Linked DNA regions of Mus musculus: regions 1, 3, 4, 5, 6 and 7 are each linked to region 2. A link is a contact called in public Hi-C, HiCAR-type, HiChIP or PLAC-seq and promoter capture Hi-C data. All regions are on one chromosome and are shown on one strand. Each heading gives the region's core, a stretch centred on a gene start, on an enhancer-like site or on the middle of the called end of the contact. The rest is flanking DNA. Distances are from core to core; before and after follow the strand shown.

Region 1 (3,227 bases), core at 414-2,913, 910 kb after region 2:
CAAAGGGCAGCTCCTCCATCAAAGGGCAGTTTGGGGAAGCAGGAGGTGCCTCGTGTTGCCATGGTAACATGCATTCCCTTCCATCATACTTCCTCTAATGCTGACCAGCAAGCCATGAAAAACCAGAAGTCCCAGGGAGAGTGTGGGTCTCCAGGGGGAGGTCAGGCCATGGCAAAGTCACCCAGAGCCCAATGACCCTGGAGATCATAGCCACGAGGAAAGACTCCAGGAAAAAAGAAAGAAAAAAAAAAAAACCAGGAATTTTGAGGATGGGCAGATTTGAGCAACAGATGAAAGGCATGTAGGAGAGTGCCTGGAAGATCAAGACATGGGTATAAAACCAAGAGAAAGAGGAGAAAAATGTCAACCCTAGCCACAGCCACAAAGGTCATGAGAGGCATTGGACAGAGATCGAAGACTCTGTCACTAATGCTACAGAGAGAGGGAGAGAAGCTGTGTGCCAGGAGAAGCGTCCCGTGGTAAGGAAGGCCAGTGCAGAGGTGAGTGTGAAGGTGAGGATGGAAGAGAGCTCCCATCCAGGAACAAGTGCAGGGACATGGTCCCACAGTCTAGCAGGGCCCAGACAAAGATAGAGACATGGCTGTGACCAGAGAAGGCAGCCCAGGAAACAGGAGATCTCGGAAAGCCAGAGAGAAATGGAAGACTTTGGAAGATCAGGCCAAAGAAATGCAGGAGGAGGATGTGACAACCATAGGTGGTGATTTAAGTGACAAACGTGCCCCAGAGTCTTGGGCGGGGATGGGGTGGGGGGTGGTAGTGGCAATGTTTGAATAGTGTGGCCTTGCCCACAGGAGTTATGCCATTTGCAGGTGGGCTCTGGGATTTAAAAAGCCTCAAGCTATTCCCGGTATTCTCGCTCTGAGGGTCAAGATGTAAGCTCTCGGCATCCTGTGCTATGATGCCTGATGTTGCCCCACCACCGTGGGCTCTTACCCTCCAGAACTCTCTGTCCGTGTAAATTCTTCCATAACTTGTTTGACCCTGTGTGGTGTTTTATCATAGCAACAGAAATGTACACTCATACGCCGCACCGGGAAAGGCAGACCTATAGTGGCTGAACGCCCACTCACATACATTCCCAGACACTCACATGTGTGTATACAAATGCACACACAGACACAAACATGATTACAGATGTACACTCACAGGCATGTGCCTAGGAATTCTTACATACCCAATTGGGGTATCAGTCTGGGCTGGCCACTGGATGCTGATAGCCGTCTAGAAGGCTCTGCCTGTCTTCTTTACGAGCAGATTCATGATAACCTAGAGCCTCTGCCCCAACTGTTTCTGGGTATGAAGAGCCTTTTGAAGTCCAAACATTTTATGAAAAACCCATATACCCACACATATGTATATGCAAACATACACACACATGACCACACACTATATACATTATACACACATTATACATGATAATAGTGGTGGTTTCAGTATCTGTCAGTTAAGAAAATACAAAATAAGAGAGAGCCACCATGGGCTTGACCATGCCCTAAAACAATGTGTATTTTATTCATCACTATGGCAACTGTAGACATTGAGAAACTAGAAAACAAGTTACTGCCCACATTACTGGTCATGAATGCCTTCAGAGCCAGCCAGAGTCCAGGATCAGAGGAGCCGCAACAACAATGCTGTGGTCTCCGCATGTCTGCCATTCACAAGAGGGGATTTTTACCCTTTCCAAACCTGGTGCCTCAAGACTGTGCCAGCCACGGTGACTCAGCAGTGAGGAGCCCAAGGGAAGGGGGGTGGGGGGCAAGACAAGTTACAGGAGAGATGACCACAAACAGACTTGAGATTTTTAAGTAGGCCGCTTACCGCGTATGTGGGGCCTTTGGTCCCATAAGCACATCCTGGCTTGGACACAGGGGGCTGGGCAAGGAGCCAGGCCTGCAGGAAGAGGTCCCTGTGGGCATCCGGGCCTTCGGAATGGGTGGGATCACGAGGCCTCCTAAAGACTTGTGCATCTTCTCATCAGCGCAGTGTAAGTATTGCCTGGAAATCTGCACCTGTGAGGGGGAGGGAGCCTGGTCCTTGGAAGCATGACTCACACTGTACTTTCTGCTCCTGGTAACCTCGCACAAAGCATCTCCTGGCAGCTGGTGAGAGGATGCTGGGAAATGTCCTCTTGTTTCCCTTTTCGGTCTCTTAGCCCCACTCCAACCCCTCTGGGAAGGTCACCCCTTCCCAACCACTCCAGGTAGGAAGACTGGCAAGCTTTTCCGTCGCTTTAATTATTTTTTGGATTTTAATTTTTTTTTAATCTTCTCATTTCAGAAAAATCTTTGACTGTGTAGAGCTGGAAGGGACCCTCTAAAACCCCCAATTCAAAGCTCTGCTTTTACAGATGTACAAAACAGCTCTGGGAAGGCGATGCCAACGCCTTCCTCCATGCCAACAAGCTGGCATTAAGCAAGAGATGAGCAGAAGACCGGGAAAAATCCCAAAACATGAACACCAAAGAAAGCCTGGGTCCACCAACTCCAGGACAGAAAGGATTGTAGCCCCCATACCTCTCAGGCAACCACACACACACACACACACACACACACACACACACACCACTCTCAGGCCAGATGTAACAGCTGGAACGCTACAGGGAGACGTGAAATGAGGGTCTCAATGCCACCCTGGTCTTGAGGACTGTCTAGAGACATTTAGCCGGGGCACAGGGACAAGAGTTGATAAAGGAATGGGGAGCCACAGAGCTGCCTTACCTCCTGGGCACTGGCTCCCGGGTCCTGGAGATCCTGTCTGCCTCCAGGAGGGTCCAGGTCCTTCTCCTTAGCACTGTTGGCCTCAGGGGTGGTGGGAATGCTCTGGATGGGAGGCATCGGCCTGGGTACCCTCAGGAGCCTCTGTGAGGTGGTGCGGGGGATTGTGCTCCGCAGAGGAACCCCTCTGGGGCCTCCCACCGGATCCAGAGAGGCTGAGCAGGGGTAAGATGGGGGAAGAAGTTAGTACCTGGAGCACGGAGAGCTGAGGGTGATTGCTGTACTAACCTAGGCCTCACATCCTGGGAGAAGAAGGGATGATGGAGGGGGAGGGGAAAGAGCTGGGCTCCCTCCAGCCTGGCACCCAACATCCACCAGATCACTAGCTAAGCAGCGGGTTTTGCGGGTCCCTTTTCATTTCCATAAAACATGGTAGAAATGCAAATCAAAGTCAAAGATGGTACAGGTGGAAAGACAAGAGCAGTGTTG
Region 2 (3,132 bases), core at 16-2,515:
CACATGAGCAAATGATCCAGAACTGGAATTAAAAATATCCGTCTCATGTGTGGTGGTTTATGCTTGTAATCCCAAATCCCAGCACTTGAAAAGCCGGAACAGGATTTCCAAGAGTTCCTAGTCAGTCTAGGCAGTGTAGTGAGTTCAAGCCCAGCCTGGGCTACAAAAACGAGGTCGTATTTCAAAAAAGGCCAAAATAAAAAAAGTGAATAAACAAATAGTGTCGTGGTGGGGTGGTTGCTCAGCGGCAGAGCGTTCGCTTGTCTTATAGAAGGCTCTGAGTTTCATCCCCAGTTTCTGTCTGGAAACCTGTGCAGACACCATTATGAGAAAACCAAGTGGCTGACAGGTCTGACAGCATTTGTTGCGGCTAAAGCCGAAGAAGAACAACTCAGGCTCTCAGGAATGCTTTCAAATAACAGGAGTGTTGGAGAAGGTTCCCTTTCAAGGCTCCAAGGCTCTTGAATCTTGCAGGGCCTCGCTACCCCTGCCTCCTTCTGGTTTTTCTTTGCCTCCAGATTTATTCCGGAACCTGCTCCTCTGAAGTCGGACACATTTAATCTGTTAAATGTATAATTAGACAGAGTGTTTGGTTGCAACGATCGCTTCCAGTTTTCCCATTTATCCAAAATACTCTCTTGTTCGCACAGCGGAGAAATAGGGCAGGCAATCTGGAGGAAGGAACAGGCACCAGCAGCGGGAGGCGGGGCGGGCTTGGTGCTTTTCTCAATGAATACTGAGGCCTCTGCAGATTTGCATAGGAGCAGATCTCGCAGCGGCATTGGCCGGCGGGCTTGGAAGGGGGCGGGGCCGGCTGCGTGGGCTGGGCGGCTGCGCTGAGTTCGCTCTAGAGCCCCGCCCCTCGCGGAGGCCCCGCCCCCCTTCGGCGCGCGCTCGCGGCACTGCCAGCTGCAAGTGGCGGGCGCCCAGGCAGATGCGATCCAGCGGCTCTGGGGGCGGCAGCAGCGGTGGCAACTGGCACCTCCCGCTGCTTCTGTCCAGCGGTTCTCGGGGGGGCAGTAAGACGTTTTCCGTTCGCCCCCTGGCCAGTCAACAAAACCGCGGGCGCTGCTGGTAGGTGAGGAGGGGGCTGGCTACATTGCGGGCTCCTCTGCCCGGAATGTTTTCACTAGTCGCCAGCGGCCAGGGCCGCCCGGGTGCTTGGGAGTGAACTCCGAGGAACCAAGACGTCGGTGACGGCAAGGACGCTGCAAACTTGCGCGCGTGGAGGCAGCGGGAGCCTCCTCTCCGCAACGCAGAGCTCGTGTTCACGCCCAGAAGTTCAGCGGGCAGGGTGATCGATCCGAAGACTTCCTGCAGCGGAGGTCACTTGAGGGGGCGCTAGAAAGCAGCCCCCTCCGGTGGTCCTTGCCTAGACCTGGGAAGGAGCGCAGAGGAGGTGACAGGAGCGGAGGACGTGGGCAAGACAGTGACCGACTCGGAGCCACGGTTCACAGCCTGGAAAGTTGCAGAAGATTGGAAGCTAAGAGGAGAGCTCTGGTCGCCGAGGGCTCCTTGAACGGTACCTAATTGCCACCTCCCTGGTCCCTGAGCAAAGGCCTCTACAAATGGGGCGCAGCACGGCGAGAGGCGCAGGATCCAGCTGTTGAGCCCAGGGTGTCTCACTGTCTCCGAACTACCCCCTGACTTTGTCTTCCGTTTTGCTGAGAACCCTTCTCGCCTCCTTGTAGCTTGGGAAAAGCAAGGGCGCTCTATAGTGTACACACAGTCCCTGAGATCTAGTGGAAGGAGCCATTCAGGACCAAGGACTATTTGGAGCCCTTTCCTGTTTGGGGGAGAGTGAAGGGCGAGGCTGGACCAGCAAGGGAAGGGAGACTAGTGTAAACTCGCCCTCCAGCGGGATGGGAGCTGCTGGGTTCCTGTGGCTGCTGCCTCCACTGCTTTTGGCAGCAGCCTCGTACTCCGGAGCTGCAACCGATCAGCGCGCGGGTTCCCCAGCCTCAGGGCCTCCTCTGCAGCCCCGGGAGCCGCTCAGTTATTCGCGCCTGCAGAGGAAGAGTCTGGCAGTGGACTTCGTTGTACCCTCGCTCTTCCGCGTCTATGCCCGAGACCTGCTGCTACCGCAGCCACGGTCCCCCTCGGAGCCCGAGGCTGGCGGGCTGGAGGCGCGGGGATCACTGGCCCTGGATTGTGAGCCTCTGCTCAGGCTGCTGGGGCCACTGCCTGGAATCTCCTGGGCAGATGGAGCCAGTTCTCCTAGTCCCGAGGCGGGTCCGACGCTGTCCAGGGTGCTGAAGGGAGGCTCGGTGCGCAAGCTCAGGCGTGCCAAACAGCTGGTGCTGGAGCTGGGCGAGGAGACGATTCTTGAAGGCTGTATTGGTCCCCCAGAGGAGGTAGCGGCTGTGGGGATACTCCAGTTCAACCTCAGCGAGCTGTTCAGCTGGTGGATTCTCCACGGCGAAGGGAGGCTGAGGATCCGCCTGATGCCTGAGAAGAAGGCATCGGAAGTGGGCAGGGAGGGAAGGCTATCCAGTGCGATCCGAGCCTCCCAGCCCCGCCTTCTCTTCCAGATCTTCGGGACGGGTGAGCAGCTCCCACTAGAGTGTGTTGGGATTTGCATTTTTAGTTATACGACATGTAGACACTGCTAACTAACTCTTATTCTTCTAGCCCCCTTTTCATCGTACTTGAACTTAGACCCGTGGTTTCTTTTTATGTGCTTAAACATAGTAACTTCCCAATAGAACCTTCTCTCTCTCTCTCTAGCAACCAAGTTGGGAGAAAAGTTTTCCAGTGTTGGCAGAATGCCTTCCACTGACTTACACACGATCCCACTGGATCATAATTGGATGCCCTCCTTCCTGAGCTCTGAGAATGGCTGAAACGTCCCTATAACGCCCGAGTTCCAAGTTACGGGACCTCACACTATTGCTCTTTTTTTCTTGACTCTTGTTTCTCTTCTAGACGACCACCTATTTGGAGAATGTGGTCGAATTTCCCAGAGAATAGAGAATTCCCCTTAATACTGAGTCTCAGCCAACTGCCTGTCCCTGTCCCTCCTCTCCAGTGCTGGCTAACCCAGAGGTTCTCTTTTCCTTAATTATTCATTCTGCCACATTGGACTCCCACCTCCAGACTGTTTACACACTCAGACTCTCGATGTTCTCAGAT
Region 3 (2,898 bases), core at 55-2,554, 730 kb after region 2:
ACACACACACACACACACACACCAAGGCACATGCATACCTGCACACATATACATACACACTATAAATTAAATCTAGTAAAAAACTTTTACATCTGTAAAAGGTGCCCCAGGGGCTTCTGCTCTGCCCCTCCCATCCCACTGCCCCCAGGCATGGGTGCTTATCCCCCAACCCCTAAGCACTGGGACCCCTCTCCTCCTCTGGTGAGATTTCAAGAATAGTGGTGCTCACTCTGTGCTCTGATACCTAACTGTCAACTAATGTGTTAGCTTGCTTTTCTGTTGTTGTTTTCCGTTTTTGATAACCACTGTGTGCAAATACACTTTGGGGGTGGGGGGGGGGAAGGGTTTATTTCCTCGGAACACTTTGTCATCACCGGAAGCCAGGATGAGAACTCAAGGCAGGAACCTGGAGGCAGGAACTGAAGTAGAGACCATGGAGATTGCTTATTGGCTTGTTCCGTTTGTTTTTCATATAACCCTGGAGGGGTGCCCCCAGCGGACTTAGCTCTCCCACACCCATCATTAAGAAAACGCCTTCACAGACAAGGCCACAGGCCAATCCGATGGCGGCAATAACTCAGCTAAGGTGTTCTCTCTCCTTTCAGGTGTCTTTAGTTTGTGTCCAGTTGACAAAAATGGATCAACTGTTAACAGTTAGCTCCCCTCCCCCGCCCCCTTCTCTCTCCTCTCTCTCTCCTCTCTCTCTCTCTCTCTCTCTCTCTCTCTCTCTCTCTCTCTCTCTCTCTCTCTCTCTCATCTCTTCCAGACCCAACATCTCTCTGATTCCGTGTTCATCCATCCTCTCTCTGTCCCCACAGGACCCCGATGTGATCAACACAGCTCTGCCCATCGAATACGGTCCAGTAGTAGAAGAGGAGGAGAAAGTGCCCATGCGCCCCAAAGACCCCGAGGGGATGCCACCTTTGCTGGTGTCTCCCCAGCCTGCGAAGCACGAGGAGGCGTCCGCAGCTCCCCAGCCCGCAGCCCTGACGGCACCAGGCCCATCGGTGAAGAAGCCCCCGGGTGCGGGTGCGGGCGCGGGCGCGGGTGCGGGTGCCGGCCCGGTGCCCCGAGGTGCGGCCGATCGGGGCCACGTGAACATGGCTTTCTCTCAGCCCAACCCTCCCCCGGAGCTGCACAAAGGCCCGGGATCCAGAAACAAGCCGACCAGCCTGTGGAACCCCACCTACGGCTCGTGGTTCACCGAGAAGCCTGCCAAAAAGACCCATCCTCCGCCAGGCGCCGAGCCGCAGGCGCGGGCAGGAGCGGCCGAGGGTGGCTGGACCGGGCCGGGCGCGGGGCCCCGCAGAGCCGAGGCAGCGCTGCTGCTAGAGCCATCGGCGCTGAGCGCCACCATGAAGGAGGTGCCGCTGTTCAGGCTGCGCCACTTCCCCTGCGGCAATGTCAACTATGGTTACCAGCAACAGGGTCTCCCCTTGGAAGCCACAGCCGCGCCAGGGGACACCATGCTGAAAAGCAAGAATAAGGTCACCCAGCCGGGGCCCTGAGCCCTGTACTCCACTAGCTTCTCCTCCTGGCGGAGCCGGAGCCCACCCAGAGGGAGATGGACAGGATGGCTCCACCACAAACCCAAGACCAAAACTTTCATTTTTGTGCCAACTTGTTTTGAAGTGCCACATTTTAAAAAAAGGAAACTTGTGTTTTTAAGATGTGTTAGAAGGTTTTTTGAGCATGGGTTCATCTATCCTCTCAAAAGAAGAAAATGCCATTCTTTAAAAAAGAAAAAAAAGCAATCAGTGCAAGGCCCAGATTGGTTGCGCCAAGTTTTCGTGCATGGTCTGCTGTACAGTCCCCTAAGGCTTCTTTCCGATTTTTGTGTGCGCTCTGCTTCCGCGTAGTCAGAAATAGCTGCTTCCATGTCTCATAGGGGGAGTCCTAGGTGTTTCCTTTGCCTTATGAATATGAACCACTCGAGGGGCGGGCGAGGGAACAGAAATAAAGGAATTAATTTCAGTGACTCAGCATGGGGAGAGACATTCTTTACTTGGAAAAGAAGTCAGCTGACATCGCTGTGGGTGGTGGTTAGAGGCTTTTAATTGTTCTAACTCATTGCCTATTGTAAAAAAAAAAAATGTCGTGACTAGTTCGTAGTATAGTGGAAAACGTGTATATATTCATCTAAGCAAAATGCATCCATCGCAAGTGCTTTGCGTATGAAAGAAACTCCAGTAGAGATGCAGTGAGTCAAACACCCTGTTAACATACCTCATGCCTTAAGAAAAATCTTCCTACTAAAAGTAAAAAAAAAAAATTAAAAAAAATTACCGTGTGTGAGGTTTCCTACTGGATTTAAAACTCAAGATTGAAATTACTTCCACACTTTCCATTCATTCAGATCTGATCACTTTTTAAAATTCGAGTAGCGGCGATTCGTAGAAGCACAGGAAGAAGATGCCCATTCGTGGATCTGTGTATCGATACATCTGAGGCCCAAACCTTCCCCAGAGTTTCTTCCGTTCCATGATGCATTGGGCCATTGGAGGAACAGGCCTTCCAGTGGCCTAGACCTGGTCGGTCCTTCCCCAGTTCTCCCAACAACACCCCCACCCCCTTAGCCATGAGATCCTGGTTTGCTGGGAACACAAATGTGGTTTAACACTCATAGCATAATTTACATAGATCTCAAGTGCAGGTTACAGCAAAGCATTTGGCATTAAAACTTGCCTAAAGAGTTGAGGTCAGTGCTGTGTGTTCAGTGGGTCTTCTGAACCTGGTTTTTCACAGATGACATTTATTTCTATGAAATGGAATCGGGAACCCATTAAATTTTATACACATGCTTATGCAATTCTGACTTTATCTGTATGGTTTTCATTTCCCCTTTCTCTGCTCTGTATTCTCACGTCCAGTTTGTGCCTGGTGGGAGCCATGATGAAA
Region 4 (3,018 bases), core at 210-2,709, 620 kb after region 2:
CTCTGATAACCTTTGAGTTGATCAATAGCTGAGACAGGTGTTTTCCTTGGCTTTCTTTCTCCTCTGGTTAGATTTGCTCTAGGCTGTTTCTGTTATTTCCTGCCCTTTTCCAGAACTTGGCTAAGCAGGTACGATGGAAAGAAAGGGGAGGGTTCATACACACACACACACAATTGCATCACTCATGTTTGAATATGTTTATACTACAATGACTTTCACCTTCAGTATTTCAGACCATGGATATCTAAGGTTGATCGGCTCTCAATGTTAAGAGCAATATATTGTTGTTGATGTTGTTATTGTTGTTGTTGTTGTTGTTGTTGTTGTTGTCGTCGTCGTCATTGTCATAGTCATCATCATCATCTTCCTGAGGTATGAGGGGAATGCAAGGTAAATAAATAACCAAAATAGAAATGTGTGTGTACAGGTTTATAACCCCTGTCTCTCTCACTACACCCAAATCCTCCATGCAGAAGGTAGGAAGTGGATTTCTTTCTTCCAGGATAGCTGAGCTGCAATAGCAAGGAAACCAGTTCCTGCTGCATTGCTGTGCAAGACTACATGGTGGCTCAGGTCTCAGTCTTTGAGCCCCACAATTCCTAAAAAGGCTTCCCTAGAGTAAGAGGATACAGAGAGATGGGTGCTAGATAGAGGTGTGGAGGACACCGCTGATGAGGGACAAACACATGGGGATGGATGCCTTGGTTGGCCTGGACTTCAGGACTTTCACTGACCATAGAGTACCTTCTCTACAGACATACCAATCCTGGTCTGCCAAAGTTAATGTATGCAGAAAACCTCAAAAATGTAGGCTCACAACACCCCACGTTCACCAGTGCATTCCCACAGGGTGCCCAGGTCCCCTTTGATGAATTTCCCTCCAAATCTAGGAAGGAACTAGCTAGTAAGTCTATGTTTCTCCACTGCATTCACTTGGAAAGTGAACAAACGGGGCTTCTTGGGCTCCTTTTTGACCTCCTGAAAGACGTCACTGAGACTGGGTCTCTGCATCTTCAATCTCCATCCTTGGTGACTTGGTTGCTGGCCCTGGATCCTAAGATTTATCAACTGTTTGTATGCCCCGTCAATGGTGAGCAAAATCCATCCTGAGTGCATGCAGAGCTTCCCCCAATACCTGCCACCCCAAGCAGGGTGATGCATCTTGCCATTTACAAACACGACTCAGAAAAGAAATCAGGAACAGGGGCAGGGAGACAGAGGGGCTGGAAGAGCGTACAGAACTAAATCAAATGCCCATCAACAATGAGGTCATGGCCAGCATGAGCCTTGTGCCAAGCCAACCCCTAGAGCCTTCCATGAGCTTCTGAGCTCCCATGTCCCCCTCTGGCTACCTGCAGCCACTACTGCTACCTTTCTTGCCCAACCACTACTGCGGGCCTCACCTCCTCCTGTTCTTTGCACAGTTGCACATAAAGCATGAATATTTAAAGACCCCTGCCTAGCCCAGCCACAAACAGAGAGAGTATTGTGACTCTTTTCGGTTCCCCTTCCCTGCCACAAGCTATTCTCTGCAGGAAACTAGGGAGCCACTTACAATATATTCTTATTTTTATTTTATTTTTATTTTTATTTTTATTTCGCTGAGCTCCAGTTCAAATAATTAAAGTTGCCACGGGGGAGGAAAGGCTTGCCGTAGCTTTCATGTACTGGCTGTCAGGCCTGTTCCAGTCTGACTTGGCTTTAGACACTCTGATGTGTCTACCATTGCAGCTGCTGCTAATACAGAGGAGGACGTGAGAGGGGTGGGGGCTGTCCCACCCCTCCCCCTGCCTTTCACACATTCCAGAAGCCTGACTGTCTCAACAAGCCCTGTGTGGTTTGAAATTCTGTTTTATTTGAATAGCCTGCCTGTGACTAGAATATTTTAAGCCATGTTCTCAGGCCAGAAGAAAGCCTGGGGCAGGAAGGATTAGGCTTCTCTCATTTCTTTCCACTCTAAAACAGGGGAGTGGTTTTTCTTTTATGGGCTGCAGGAATATGAAGGACCCAGGAAGATGGCTATCATACACCAGTTTTTGTGATAGTCAGCTCTCAACTGCTGGTTTTCTGACCTTGCCTGATCTGCAGCTCTGTCCTTACATTCCAAGGGCATTGAAGCATTTGTGTACACGTGCACACACACACACACACACACACACACACACACACACAAAATGATATCCTAAAACACAACCAGAACCTTCTACCCTGAAGTCAACCCAAGGGAAAAAAATAATAATAACTTTAATTCACTGCTGGGGCAGCTGAGCCCAGGCAAAAAGGTTAGCTATGGAGTTCTGACATGTCTGTGTGGGCTTTCTGGCCTAAAGGGAAAAAGACCCATACTCTGTGTCCTTAAGATTGTCAAATGTGACCTCGACAGATATAGGAGAGAAGACTGGCATGGAGAATTTCCTTCTGCCAGCCTTCAAGCCGTGCCTACAACCCCTATAAGAATGGTACCCTATGGTGACAGTCCCGTAGAAGCCATGGAAACCCTCCCATCAATTGTTGTCTGGTTTAGATTTTTAAAGACTCTTCTGGTGTCCATGCATGGAAGGATAGCCCTTTCTTTGCCAGCTGCTCAATATGAGATCCAGGAGTGTTGACTGAATTTATGCAAAGCTGTCTCAACCTCCTCCTGCGGACAAGCGAGGAGACACAGAGGAACTCTCATGAGACCTGAGTTTTCAGTTTCTCAAACTTAATGACAAAGTCTCCCATGAAAAGGCAAATAAATAAATAAATAAATAAATAAATAAATAAGGGTCCCCAAACCAAAGAGGCTTGAGATGGAGAAACTAAAATAGCAGGGTTCTGCTGCATCGTTGCCTGCCCAGTGTCGACAGGGTAGGGAGGACTAGGGCAGTGTGCAGGAAGAGCTGAGAGCTCATTCTGTATACAGCCCTGGCAGGGTCTTCCCCACCCATGCATGATCTAGGTTAGAGCAATGTACCATAGCCCCAAAGCAACAAATACAAGTCAAGACCAAAGCCAGACCTCCTCTCTCACACAGAT
Region 5 (3,180 bases), core at 52-2,551, 860 kb after region 2:
GGGAACTGGCTCCTACCACGTCTAACCAGACAGGCATGCAGAACCGACAATCTGGCCTTCCAAGTGTGATATGGAAAGGCAGAGGCCTGATACCCAAGTCCAACCCTAAGCTAGATGTAAGAGGGATGTGGAGGGAAGAGATGGGCAGAGGAGAGCGAGGTACAGGAAAGGAACCAGGAGAAAGAGTGGAGGAGTGTCTGACCTGTCCTTGTACTTTCTTTTGGCAGCAGCAGCAGCAGCAGCAGTGAGGAGAACCCCAAGCAAGAACTCCCACCTTGGAACAACTCCAGAGTCCCAGAACTGCAGGGTAGTAGCACCAAGCGGGCATCTCCTTTGGAGCTCTGTGTGCTGGGCCATGGGCTGCAGCCAGAAGCCCGAATGAACCGCGGCCAGGACAGACCCCAGCCAGAGTCACAGCCCCAGCACAAGGAAATATCTTGACTCGTGGCTAGTGGGGGTTACCCTAGAACACATGAAGTACTAGTGACGTGTTCACACTGCACCATGGGTGGTAGACAAACCAACTCGAGCTGCGGTTGACTTGGAAGGATCTTGAAGACACCCCTACCAAAGGGTTTTCAAAATCTCAAACAGCAGCTGGATTCACTTACAGATCCTGCTTTGCCTTGGGTTTCAATGTTAATGGAAACTTTAGACCCCACAATGATACCCTTTATCTTTCCGAGTGCTGGCCTTAATTAGAGGGATAATATATTCATGCTTAGAGGGCCATGTGTCTTACAAGATAACCATTGGTTATCGTGCGTCATTTAAACCACAACAGTGTGTGAAATAGTGTCCTCCCGTTTTACAGATAAGAAACCCAAATGTGTCGGGGGAGGGCCCCCCCCCCAGAGTTGTGCTGGGGTTTCAGACAGATGTGAGAATGGAGCAAAACCGGGTACAGATGTGGCTGGCCTTAGACTCTGCGTTCTTCATTATGTTCTATTGCCTTAGACTATTCCATCACTGTACCTGCCTGTGGCATAAGCATAAAGAGAATAAAGAGAAGCCTTTTGCATTTAAGGTTAAATGGTATGATGGCTAATGTTCGGTCGTGTCTGTGAGGGATTTCCTAGATTGAGTTCATTGAGATAGGAAGACCTACCCCACTGTAACTGGCACCATTCCACGGAGGGGAGAGGGTCCTGAACTGCAGAAAGAGGAAGTCAGCAGCATTCATTTCTTCCTGCTTCCTGAGTGGGGATACAATGTGACCAGCAGCCTTCAACTCCTGCCACAGCATTGATGGACTGCATCCCCCAACCGGAGAGCCAAGACAAAGCCTTCCTCCCTCAAGCTGATTTTGTCAGGATACTGTGTCCCATCAAGGAGAAGAGTAACTAGGACAAGCGGTAACACAGTGTTGAAGTCTCAATTAAAAGCTTTATTTAGAAGCTAATTGCTCCTGTCATGAGAAAATGAGGGGAGTTAGAACATCTAGCCCCTCCAAACCACCCCTGCACCCCCTCCTCACATTTCCAGCTCCTCCTTGCAGCCTCTCCTCCCTTGGCCTCAGAGTGTATCAAATTCTCTGGCTGGGCTAAGCACTTGCAGGCTTCTTGAACTGCATGAGCACAACCAAGCCTCCACAGCAAGAGGCCTGTTCTTTACACGGGGTCAGGGCTGAAGCTCCAGAGGTGGGAAGGGAAGGATGCAGGCTCACTTGCCTGGCTTCCCAAAGCTGCTTCTTGCCGAGTTTATTCCCAGGTCATCTGCAGAGAAGTTCTGCTGGAGCTGGAAGCAAAGCAAAGAAGCATGGGTCATGCCCCAAACCCCACTTCTGCCAAACAGCTAGATACTTGCTGCGGATCCTGGAATTTTTCCATCGGGAGCTGTGGAGTACTTTCTATTTAGAAAAGAATTTGCAGTAATTGGGTGATTCAATGCCTGCTCAGTGGGTTGTCAAAAGACAAGAATTCTCACCCACGGGTACAGCTAAAGAGGCTGAACTTAGCAGATCTGCTGCAAAGCTGACGTTTTAAGTTGAGAAGATCATAGACCTCTAATTGTCTCCTCCTCCTCCTCCTCCTCCTCCTCTTCTTCTTCCTCCTCCTCCTCCTCCTCCTCACTTCCCCCTTCCTCCTTTCCCCTTCCTCCCCTTTCCCTTCCTCCTCCTCCTTCTCTTCTTCTTCTTCTTCTTCTTCTTCTTCTTCTTCTTCTTCTTCTTCTTCTTCTTCTTCTTCTTCTTCTTCTTCTTCTTCCCCTTTCCTCCCCCCTCCTCCTCCTCCTTCTTGCTGTAGTTAAAATAGATTGTGGCCTCGAGCACATGTTATACTGGGTCCTGGAGCCTCCAGCTACCTCTTGTTCTCACCCCAGGGACAGACTTGTAACTCTAACTAGATGAATCTCACATGAATTATCATGTTATTAAAATGAGAGTGGCAGGGCTGATCTCTTCAATGACACCAGAGTCACCATTGACTAAATAAATGACCAAGAGGTGCCATGCTCACCCCTGTATTCAGGCTCGTATTTGTCAGGGTTGTTGTGTTGACTTCGGAGCAGTACCTGAGTCATGGGGTGTAGTTCTGGGTTGGAGTCTAAAATGTGCTGGCTTCAATCTGGATGGCACCCAAAATGGCTGGCAAGCAGCTTGAGGAACAAGCAGGCAAGACTGGGCAAGCCCAACACAGCAGGGCAAGCCTAGGACAGCAGGACAAGCCCAGCACATCAGGGCAAGCCCAGCACATCAGGGCAAGCAGAAGCAAGCATTGCAAGTGGCGTTTGAGAGCTTACCCAATGTCACTGACTTCAGGGACCACTGATTGGCAAGTATCTCTTGACTTGTTCTAGGGTTTAGAGCATCAGTTCTCAACGTCTAGGTCCCAATTCCTTTGGAGGATCACATGTCAGATATCCTGCATATCATATTTACATTATGATTCATAACAATAGCAAAATTACAGTTATGCAGTAGCTGAAATAATTTTATGGTTGGGGGGTCACTGCAACCTAAGGAACTATATGAAAGGGTCACAGCATTAGGAAGGTTGAGAACCATGGGTTTAGAAGTAGATTTCTGGGGTTCTAATGAAATAAGGCAGAGCCCCAGCTGTTGGGATTACACAGAAGCAGAGTAGATGAAATTGGGATGTAGGGGACCCTGACAGCAGAGAAATGATCCAGGTGAGGTAAGAAGGAAATGTAGTTCAGCTCAAATTCGTTAGCCAGCACTGA
Region 6 (2,990 bases), core at 53-2,552, 770 kb after region 2:
GAAAGCAAAAGAAACAGTGAGTGAGGCCCTGTGCACTCTGTAAACACAGCAGCGAAAACAGAAACCTACAGGAACAATGTGACTTCACAAGTAAAGGCAGAGAAAAGGTTGCCGCTGTATAAAAAGCCCAGAACTGGCAACGGGGCTCACTGGTACCCACTGTGCCTGACACATGCCCAATCCTGCACTCTGGGTAACTGAATGTGAAATAAACCCCAGGCCTTGTGACTGGGAGACAAATCAAACTAATGCATGATAGTGCATCCATCACCTGCCAGACACGGGTTCAGAGGAGACTCACAGATGCCCAATAAGTCCTCCAAGGTTACGGCAAAGAGCTCACTTCTGACTCCAGATAGCCAGGGATTCAAATCCTCACTGTAGCATACAGTTGGCATTAGCTGTCAGGGCCTGATGTTCCTCCTCTGTGGAATGGGGACAATTGCAGGGCCTGTCTAATGAGATGCTTTAGGTAACTGATCCAGGGACAACTCTGAGGACGGTGTCAGCTAAGCACATGGGCCTAGGGCAGTCAGGAAGCTAACAAAGCCAGGCCAAGCTTAGCTCTTCCATTACCCAGAGATGCAACTTCAGCTCTGCTGCTTTTTCTCTGGAAAACTATTTTCCCACCTGTAAGGTGGGAATAAACACAGCAGCTCATGGATCCTTGGGTGTGCAGGGGACAATGGCGTATACCACTCGGGTGCTCAGGATGCAGCCTGCCATTAAATGCTCGGTAAGAGTTGATGATACTTAGGGTTATTTCCCAACTCACCTGGCCAGGGACTTCTTAGGATCAAGTGAAACAACACTTAGACCTTACGAGCTACAAAGTACTGTATGCCAAAGGCCTCGCTGCTGTAAAGAATAATGTGTCAAGTACACAAAACCGAAGAGAATTAACACCAAGAGGCTATGTAAGGAAAAGAAAAAAATTGAGGGAGAAAATGATTTAAAAAGAAAAAAACAAAAACAAAAACAAAAACAAAACTTCAATTTGACCAGAAACCCTCAGCGTCCAGCTAAAGGGGGACTGGTAGGAACTCCCAGGCCATCAGCACGGTTACAGTGTCATGAGAGTGACTACACCACATATGTTGTATCTTGCCCAGAGATTATAATCCCCTTTTCTAGCCTCTGTCTCCCAGCTCCACATTGCACCCGAATGTCATGAGGACCTGTGTTCTGGATAAGCTTGCTTTTAAAACCCAGAGGGAGGTGACATGTAAGCGCACTGCCTTACCAGGAAACACTCACGAGGTCTGTTACATATAAACCCCCGAGACTTCACTTCCCCCACCCCCGGAGAGCTACTGCCTATCTATTTTTGAAAACTAAGGAAATCAGAGGAAAAAGCCATTTTGGTTCCATTAGGTTTGTGGGAGAGTGAATGGGTGCCTGCTGGCAGGAAATTTAATGTAGTTAGGATGTGACTGAAGCAATCAGAGGGCATTTTTACTTTTGTTTGCATGACGGATTAAGCTTGCTCCTCGCACTGTTCTTAGCTGCAAACGCCACTTCTAATAGCCTACACACACTCATAGGGTTTGCAAATGAGGAAGAAAGGAGGTTTTTAAAATTGCAAACCCTCAGCAAGGCAAATTTAGCTTCCCATGAGCCTTCCCTCCAAGGAAGGTGGCCAGTTAACCCGTTGAAGGAACGCCTGTGCTTATCTTCCAGATGGAATCGGGGACCTGTGTGCCACAGGGAACTGCAGAGTTTCTGTAAACAGATGGATGCACACTCCAGTTTCTCCTCACCTCTGTACCCTGGACGGGGGCGCAAATATTCCATATCTCGGAGAGCAACTAAAATACTGTACACCTCCAACCGAACCATCATTCTTCCCGTGGGGCTTCTCCAGCTCTATGCCGTACCAATACCCTAGAACATGAATATTGCATTTTAAAGGCATCTGCACTTCATTCACAACCGCTGTGCGGTAATACGAACCCAAAGTCGGGATGGCTCGGCGTTTTCACAAATGACCGAGATGATGGAAGATCATCATGATCATTAAGCTCTCAGATGATCAAATTATAAAATAAAAACTTGAAAATTTGGAAAGTGGGAGAAACGTTTCAGTGGCATAATTGCAGAGCAGTAGTACATTAAGGGAGGAAAAATAAAACACACAAACTCAGATTTGCAGGGAATTAGCCATCATGCAAGGAGAGCGCCACCAAAATATATCTTAAGACTATAATGCAAAAGAAAGCGTCCTTGTCGCTAACGTAGCGGGCTTCAGTGAGAGCAGCACGGAATGCTACTGAGAGACATGAATCCTCAGGTGGACAGCTCTCTCTTCAGCTCACTGTCCACGTAGCAGAACACCACAAACACCCATTAAATAATTAAACAAGGGCAGAGATAACACGGAACACACAGTGATGCCGCTCCCTCTTCTAAGTAAAGGAAAAGACCTAGGTTTGCTAATAGAAGAACTTGTCTTAGAAGGCAGTATCTATGGGGCTAGCTGTGAGAAACCCAAGTCCCTGGAGAGACTACAACCGAAACAACGGGGCTGCACTTCCAGTAGCATGAGCTAGGTGGACATACTCTAAAGCAGGGATTCCTGGGGGTTCCATGGTTCGCTAGACAAGCCCACAGTTCGCACGCTTGTAGCCTGAGCATGCAGCACGTTTGGTCTTTTACAATCAATATCAAATAAAGAACGCGTATGTGATCATTTGGTCTTTCACAACCAATAGCAAGAATGGGTGTGCGAATACAACCAACTCACTACAAAAAGGAAATGCAAAATACTCCTCTCAGATTACTAGCTCAGAGTCAGTTTCAATGACAGGAACCTTAAAAGCCAATTTAGAATACACACTCATTTTGTTTTGGTTTTTGTTTTACTTGGTTGATTGGTTGGTTAGTTGGCTGATTGGTTTATGTGACACCTGACCCCATTCTAGATACTTAGATTGGGGCTATAAAGACTGTGTCTTTTATATTTGAGTGGCCCCACTATGTCACATCGCAGT
Region 7 (2,924 bases), core at 194-2,693, 690 kb after region 2:
ATATAAACACAAACCCGGTACACATCCCATCTGACCAGGGGACCTGGATTTAGATGAGGAAAAACAAAGAGATTACAGCATCCACTTGTCCAGAGGACTATCTGGCAATTTCCAGCAAATTGGAATCACTGCGAGTCACTTTCCGCGCTTGAGTGGCAGGTATATTAATTTCTCATCATTTGTCAGCCATCAAAAGTAAATTGTTTACCGGGTTTGGGGAGAGTATGTCGGAGACAGGGGCTGTGCTGGTTGCTCTGGCGTGGCTGGGAAGGTCCGATCTAGAGAGTCCAGGCTGTAGCAGTGCCGAGCAGATGCGTGGTGCTTCATCAGTTCCATACAGAGGAGGTTCCCAGGTGACACTAAGCAGGAGTGGACCCAGGACCCCATGCTATGCCCTGTTCTACCTAGTAGCCACTGTCATTCCCTTCTGCCTCCTAGTGCCCCCAACCCCAGACAAGTACAGACTGTAAGGAGCATCCTCCGTCACTCAGGGACCGGTCTCTCGAGGTCATTTAGGTTCTTGTGGACATTATCTCGTTTAACTCCCACCATTGTCTCTCGGGGTCAGTGTTAGTAGTATATCACCAAAGGGCTCCGAGAGGGAAGATAATCTTCCCAAGGTCACACAGCAATTGTGCAAGGTTAGGTAAGGCCAGGACCAAGATAGCAAGGTGTCTCAGCCATGAATTTGAAGGAGGCAGTGGCTTAGTGTTACCCACTGCAGAGTCAGCACCTAGAAAGAGGAGCTGTGTTGTCCAGGCGCTCTCTGCCCTGAGGAGCCTAGCTGGGATTTGATTTCAGGTTTGTGTCACATGTCACCATGAGGCAGAGTGGGACTTGTAGTAGTCAGCGAGTTAAGCTCTGAGGTTCCAGGCCTCAAAGGGAGGAGGTAAGACCACACCCTCCCTAGACCTTAACAATCTCTTAGACGGTGAGTTCCTAAGAGGCTGAGACCACCACCAGGAGAGTAAGCGCCAGTCGCTGATACCTGGCTATCAAGCTTTGCTGTTGACTTTGGAGGCCCTGCCTTGACCTTGCCACCTTTCACAGCTTTATAAAACCCACTTTCTCTCCTCATCTCTGAGGCCTTCGCTTTTTCCCTCAGCAAGAGAGAGCTGAGTCTCCTACTGCTTAGCAGGGTTTCCTCAGGTCACATGGCCAGGACTTCCAGGACTGGAAGTATGGCTCAGGGCTCAGGGCTCCTCGCCAGCCCACCTCACTGCCAAGAACTGAGATCTGGAGGGAGTTGTTAGAGCTTGGATCTCTCTGGAGGGGTAGGAGAAAGATGAAGGCAGGCCGAATAGAGAAGAGGAGGCAGGAACAAACAACTTCCTGTTGAAATATAATAATTTGGCTAAATTTAAACATGTGAGAGAGTTCAGAATGATTCATAATGCATGCAGATTGATGTAAATGACTATGCAAATGATGCAGGCAGGAATGAGCGGGATGCAGCCCACCTCTCTCTGTGTAAGCAGCCTGAAACAGGACAAGGTCTTAGGTAAAAGTTTTCTGAGCAAAACCCATCTTGGGATGGAAATGAGGCCTTTTCATGCAACCTGACCAAGTCCTAGAAATTATCTTTTAAATCCAAAGTTATTATTTTCTTCTTACATTACCGAGAAATTTGGGCTCAGAGAGGGAAGATTACCTACCCAAGGTCCACACAGCATACGCACACGCGCAACACTTTCACAGAGACCAAAGGAGAACACGGAGAATTCTTATTCTCTTGAGACAGGATCTCTTACGGTATCTAGAACCGTGAGACAGCAAGAAAGCCCCAGTGACCCTCCTATCTTTACCCCCCACAACCCCTACACACACACACACACACACACACACACACACACACATACACACTCATACACACACACACACATACACACACACACATACACACACACACACACACACACATACACACACACACACACACACACACACATACACACACACACACACACACACACACATACACACACACACATACACACACACACACACACACACACACACACACATACACACACACACACACACACATACACACACACACACACACACACACACATACACACACACACACACACACCACACACACACACACACACACATACACATACACACACACACACACACATACACACACACACACACACACACACACACATACACACACACACACACACACACACACACATACACACACACACACACACACACACACACACACACATACACACACACACACACACACACACACACACATACACACACACACACACACACACACACACACACATACACACACACACACACACACACACATACACACACACAGTGCTGAGGTTACCAGTGCAAATTTAAATGCAGGTCTTCAAGCTTACACATACAAGCTCTCTTATCTGCTGAGCCAGCCTTCTGTTGTCCTTGGATAAGGTACCAAGAATGTTCGACCGGAGGTCAGGAGGACTAACATGTCTTCTCAGGCCCCTCTTTGTTAAGCTGTATACATGAGAGAGGAAGTGATCTCTAGAGGAAATGGCTCACAGTCTACCACTGCTCGGGTGTGTGGCCTCAGGTGAGTCCATTTCTCTGAGCTCCCATTTCCTCATCTTTCAAATGCAATTAATCACACCTTTCTGTGTCAACACACATTGCAGCTGCAGCCTACACATTGGAACTTTCTCCCTTCCTTTTCCAAACCTACAGCCTCCTCTTTCCCACACTAGCCAACAGCTGCCATTGGACATTCGAGAGGCTCCAAGCGTCTTCCTCTTGTCCTGTCTGAGAATTCTCCCATCTGTCACCCCCACCACAACTTCAGATAGCCAACTGTCCCCTAGCTCTGAGGACCTGATGACCCACAGTCTTTACATTCAAATTTGCAGTGGCCCATGCATATTCATTCCATCATCCCT

Evidence for each region. Promoter capture Hi-C pulls out the DNA fragments that hold promoters and counts their contacts. Hi-C and Micro-C count contacts between places; a contact is called where the count stands out from the background. HiCAR-type assays count read pairs that join an accessible place to other places. HiChIP or PLAC-seq counts read pairs in DNA pulled down with a chosen protein or histone mark.
Region 1: a contact with region 2 is called in an H3K4me3 HiChIP or PLAC-seq map of forebrain, with 6 times the contacts expected there. The contact joins the enhancer-like site here to the promoter of Alk in region 2. A contact is called at or near these places in 10 of 39 promoter capture datasets (the 3T3-L1 cell line, embryonic stem cells, frontonasal cranial neural crest and 6 more), 6 of 115 datasets of contacts at active chromatin or transcription factors (cardiomyocytes, embryonic basal ganglia, embryonic forebrain and 3 more) and 1 of 9 other capture datasets (embryonic stem cells).
Region 3: a promoter capture Hi-C map of embryonic stem cells shows a contact between it and region 2, with 4 times the contacts expected there. The contact joins the enhancer-like site here to the promoter of Alk in region 2. A contact is called at or near these places in 2 of 39 promoter capture datasets (embryonic stem cells and hippocampal neurons), 1 of 15 datasets of contacts at CTCF or cohesin (large pre-B cells), 5 of 484 Hi-C or Micro-C datasets (embryonic stem cells and nephron progenitors), 6 of 115 datasets of contacts at active chromatin or transcription factors (VIP interneurons, astrocytes, embryonic basal ganglia and 3 more) and 1 of 9 other capture datasets (embryonic stem cells).
Region 4: a contact with region 2 is called in an H3K4me3 HiChIP or PLAC-seq map of neural tube, with 7 times the contacts expected there. The contact joins the enhancer-like site here to the promoter of Alk in region 2. A contact is called at or near these places in 8 of 39 promoter capture datasets (the 3T3-L1 cell line, HPC-7-derived erythroid cells, embryonic stem cells and 3 more) and 7 of 115 datasets of contacts at active chromatin or transcription factors (SST interneurons, embryonic basal ganglia, embryonic forebrain and 4 more).
Region 5: a HiCAR-type map of astrocytes shows a contact between it and region 2, with 4 times the contacts expected there. The contact joins the enhancer-like site here to the promoter of Alk in region 2. A contact is called at or near these places in 2 of 39 promoter capture datasets (hippocampal neurons and maxillary cranial neural crest), 3 of 115 datasets of contacts at active chromatin or transcription factors (astrocytes, embryonic forebrain and stem cell-derived neural progenitor cells) and 1 of 9 other capture datasets (embryonic stem cells).
Region 6: a contact with region 2 is called in a Hi-C map of the N1E-115 cell line, with 15 times the contacts expected there. The contact joins the enhancer-like site here to the promoter of Alk in region 2. A contact is called at or near these places in 6 of 39 promoter capture datasets (the 3T3-L1 cell line, cranial neural crest, embryonic stem cells and 2 more), 5 of 484 Hi-C or Micro-C datasets (the N1E-115 cell line, cerebellum, cortical neurons and 1 more) and 10 of 115 datasets of contacts at active chromatin or transcription factors (SST interneurons, astrocytes, cardiomyocytes and 7 more).
Region 7: an H3K4me3 HiChIP or PLAC-seq map of forebrain shows a contact between it and region 2, with 10 times the contacts expected there. The contact joins the enhancer-like site here to the promoter of Alk in region 2. A contact is called at or near these places in 12 of 39 promoter capture datasets (the 3T3-L1 cell line, embryonic stem cells, frontonasal cranial neural crest and 6 more), 1 of 15 datasets of contacts at CTCF or cohesin (the NIH/3T3 cell line), 4 of 484 Hi-C or Micro-C datasets (cerebral cortex, embryonic stem cells, myocytes and 1 more), 7 of 115 datasets of contacts at active chromatin or transcription factors (astrocytes, embryonic basal ganglia, embryonic forebrain and 3 more) and 1 of 9 other capture datasets (embryonic stem cells).

What each region holds. Positions count from the first base shown.
Region 1 is chr17:71,690,252-71,693,478 of GRCm38.p6, reverse strand. It overlaps Togaram2 (TOG array regulator of axonemal microtubules 2), which reads right to left. Exons shown (of 20, transcript NM_177087.4): 5 at 2,742-2,953; 6 at 1,843-2,033. Among named protein-coding and RNA genes, the nearest start is that of Togaram2, 19 kb to the right of the region's middle. Within about 2 kb of position 1,663, at least 64 of the 459 cell types and tissues checked have an H3K27ac peak or open chromatin away from gene starts, as enhancers often do. A contact at or near this core is called in forebrain and hippocampal neurons, where this site is marked.
Region 2 is chr17:72,602,440-72,605,571 of GRCm38.p6, reverse strand. Alk (anaplastic lymphoma kinase) reads left to right here and starts at 1,265. Exons shown (of 29, transcript NM_007439.2): 1 at 1,265-2,544. The coding sequence starts at 1,863.
Region 3 is chr17:71,868,052-71,870,949 of GRCm38.p6, reverse strand. Alk (anaplastic lymphoma kinase) reads left to right here. Exons shown (of 29, transcript NM_007439.2): 29 at 819-1,962. The coding sequence ends at 1,508. Among named protein-coding and RNA genes, the nearest start is that of Gm30140, 87 kb to the right of the region's middle. Within about 2 kb of position 1,304, at least 94 of the 459 cell types and tissues checked have an H3K27ac peak or open chromatin away from gene starts, as enhancers often do. A contact at or near this core is called in VIP interneurons, embryonic basal ganglia, embryonic stem cells and 3 more, where this site is marked.
Region 4 is chr17:71,979,777-71,982,794 of GRCm38.p6, reverse strand. All of the region lies in intron 8 of Alk (anaplastic lymphoma kinase), which reads left to right. Among named protein-coding and RNA genes, the nearest start is that of Gm41613, 150 kb to the left of the region's middle. Within about 2 kb of position 1,459, at least 67 of the 459 cell types and tissues checked have an H3K27ac peak or open chromatin away from gene starts, as enhancers often do. A contact at or near this core is called in embryonic basal ganglia, embryonic forebrain, neural tube and 1 more, where this site is marked.
Region 5 is chr17:71,741,777-71,744,956 of GRCm38.p6, reverse strand. Pcare (photoreceptor cilium actin regulator) reads left to right here. Exons shown (of 2, transcript NM_146082.4): 2 at 228-1,402. The coding sequence ends at 441. Among named protein-coding and RNA genes, the nearest start is that of Pcare, 9.5 kb to the left of the region's middle. Within about 2 kb of position 1,301, at least 39 of the 459 cell types and tissues checked have an H3K27ac peak or open chromatin away from gene starts, as enhancers often do. A contact at or near this core is called in astrocytes, where this site is marked.
Region 6 is chr17:71,833,078-71,836,067 of GRCm38.p6, reverse strand. It overlaps Clip4 (CAP-GLY domain containing linker protein family, member 4), which reads right to left. Exons shown (of 16, transcript NM_030179.3): 13 at 1,761-1,884. Among named protein-coding and RNA genes, the nearest start is that of Gm30140, 52 kb to the right of the region's middle. Within about 2 kb of position 1,302, at least 14 of the 459 cell types and tissues checked have an H3K27ac peak or open chromatin away from gene starts, as enhancers often do. A contact at or near this core is called in the N1E-115 cell line and SST interneurons, where this site is marked.
Region 7 is chr17:71,913,015-71,915,938 of GRCm38.p6, reverse strand. The region is part of intron 12 of Alk (anaplastic lymphoma kinase); the gene reads left to right. Among named protein-coding and RNA genes, the nearest start is that of Gm30140, 130 kb to the right of the region's middle. Within about 2 kb of position 1,443, at least 13 of the 459 cell types and tissues checked have an H3K27ac peak or open chromatin away from gene starts, as enhancers often do. A contact at or near this core is called in cerebral cortex and forebrain, where this site is marked.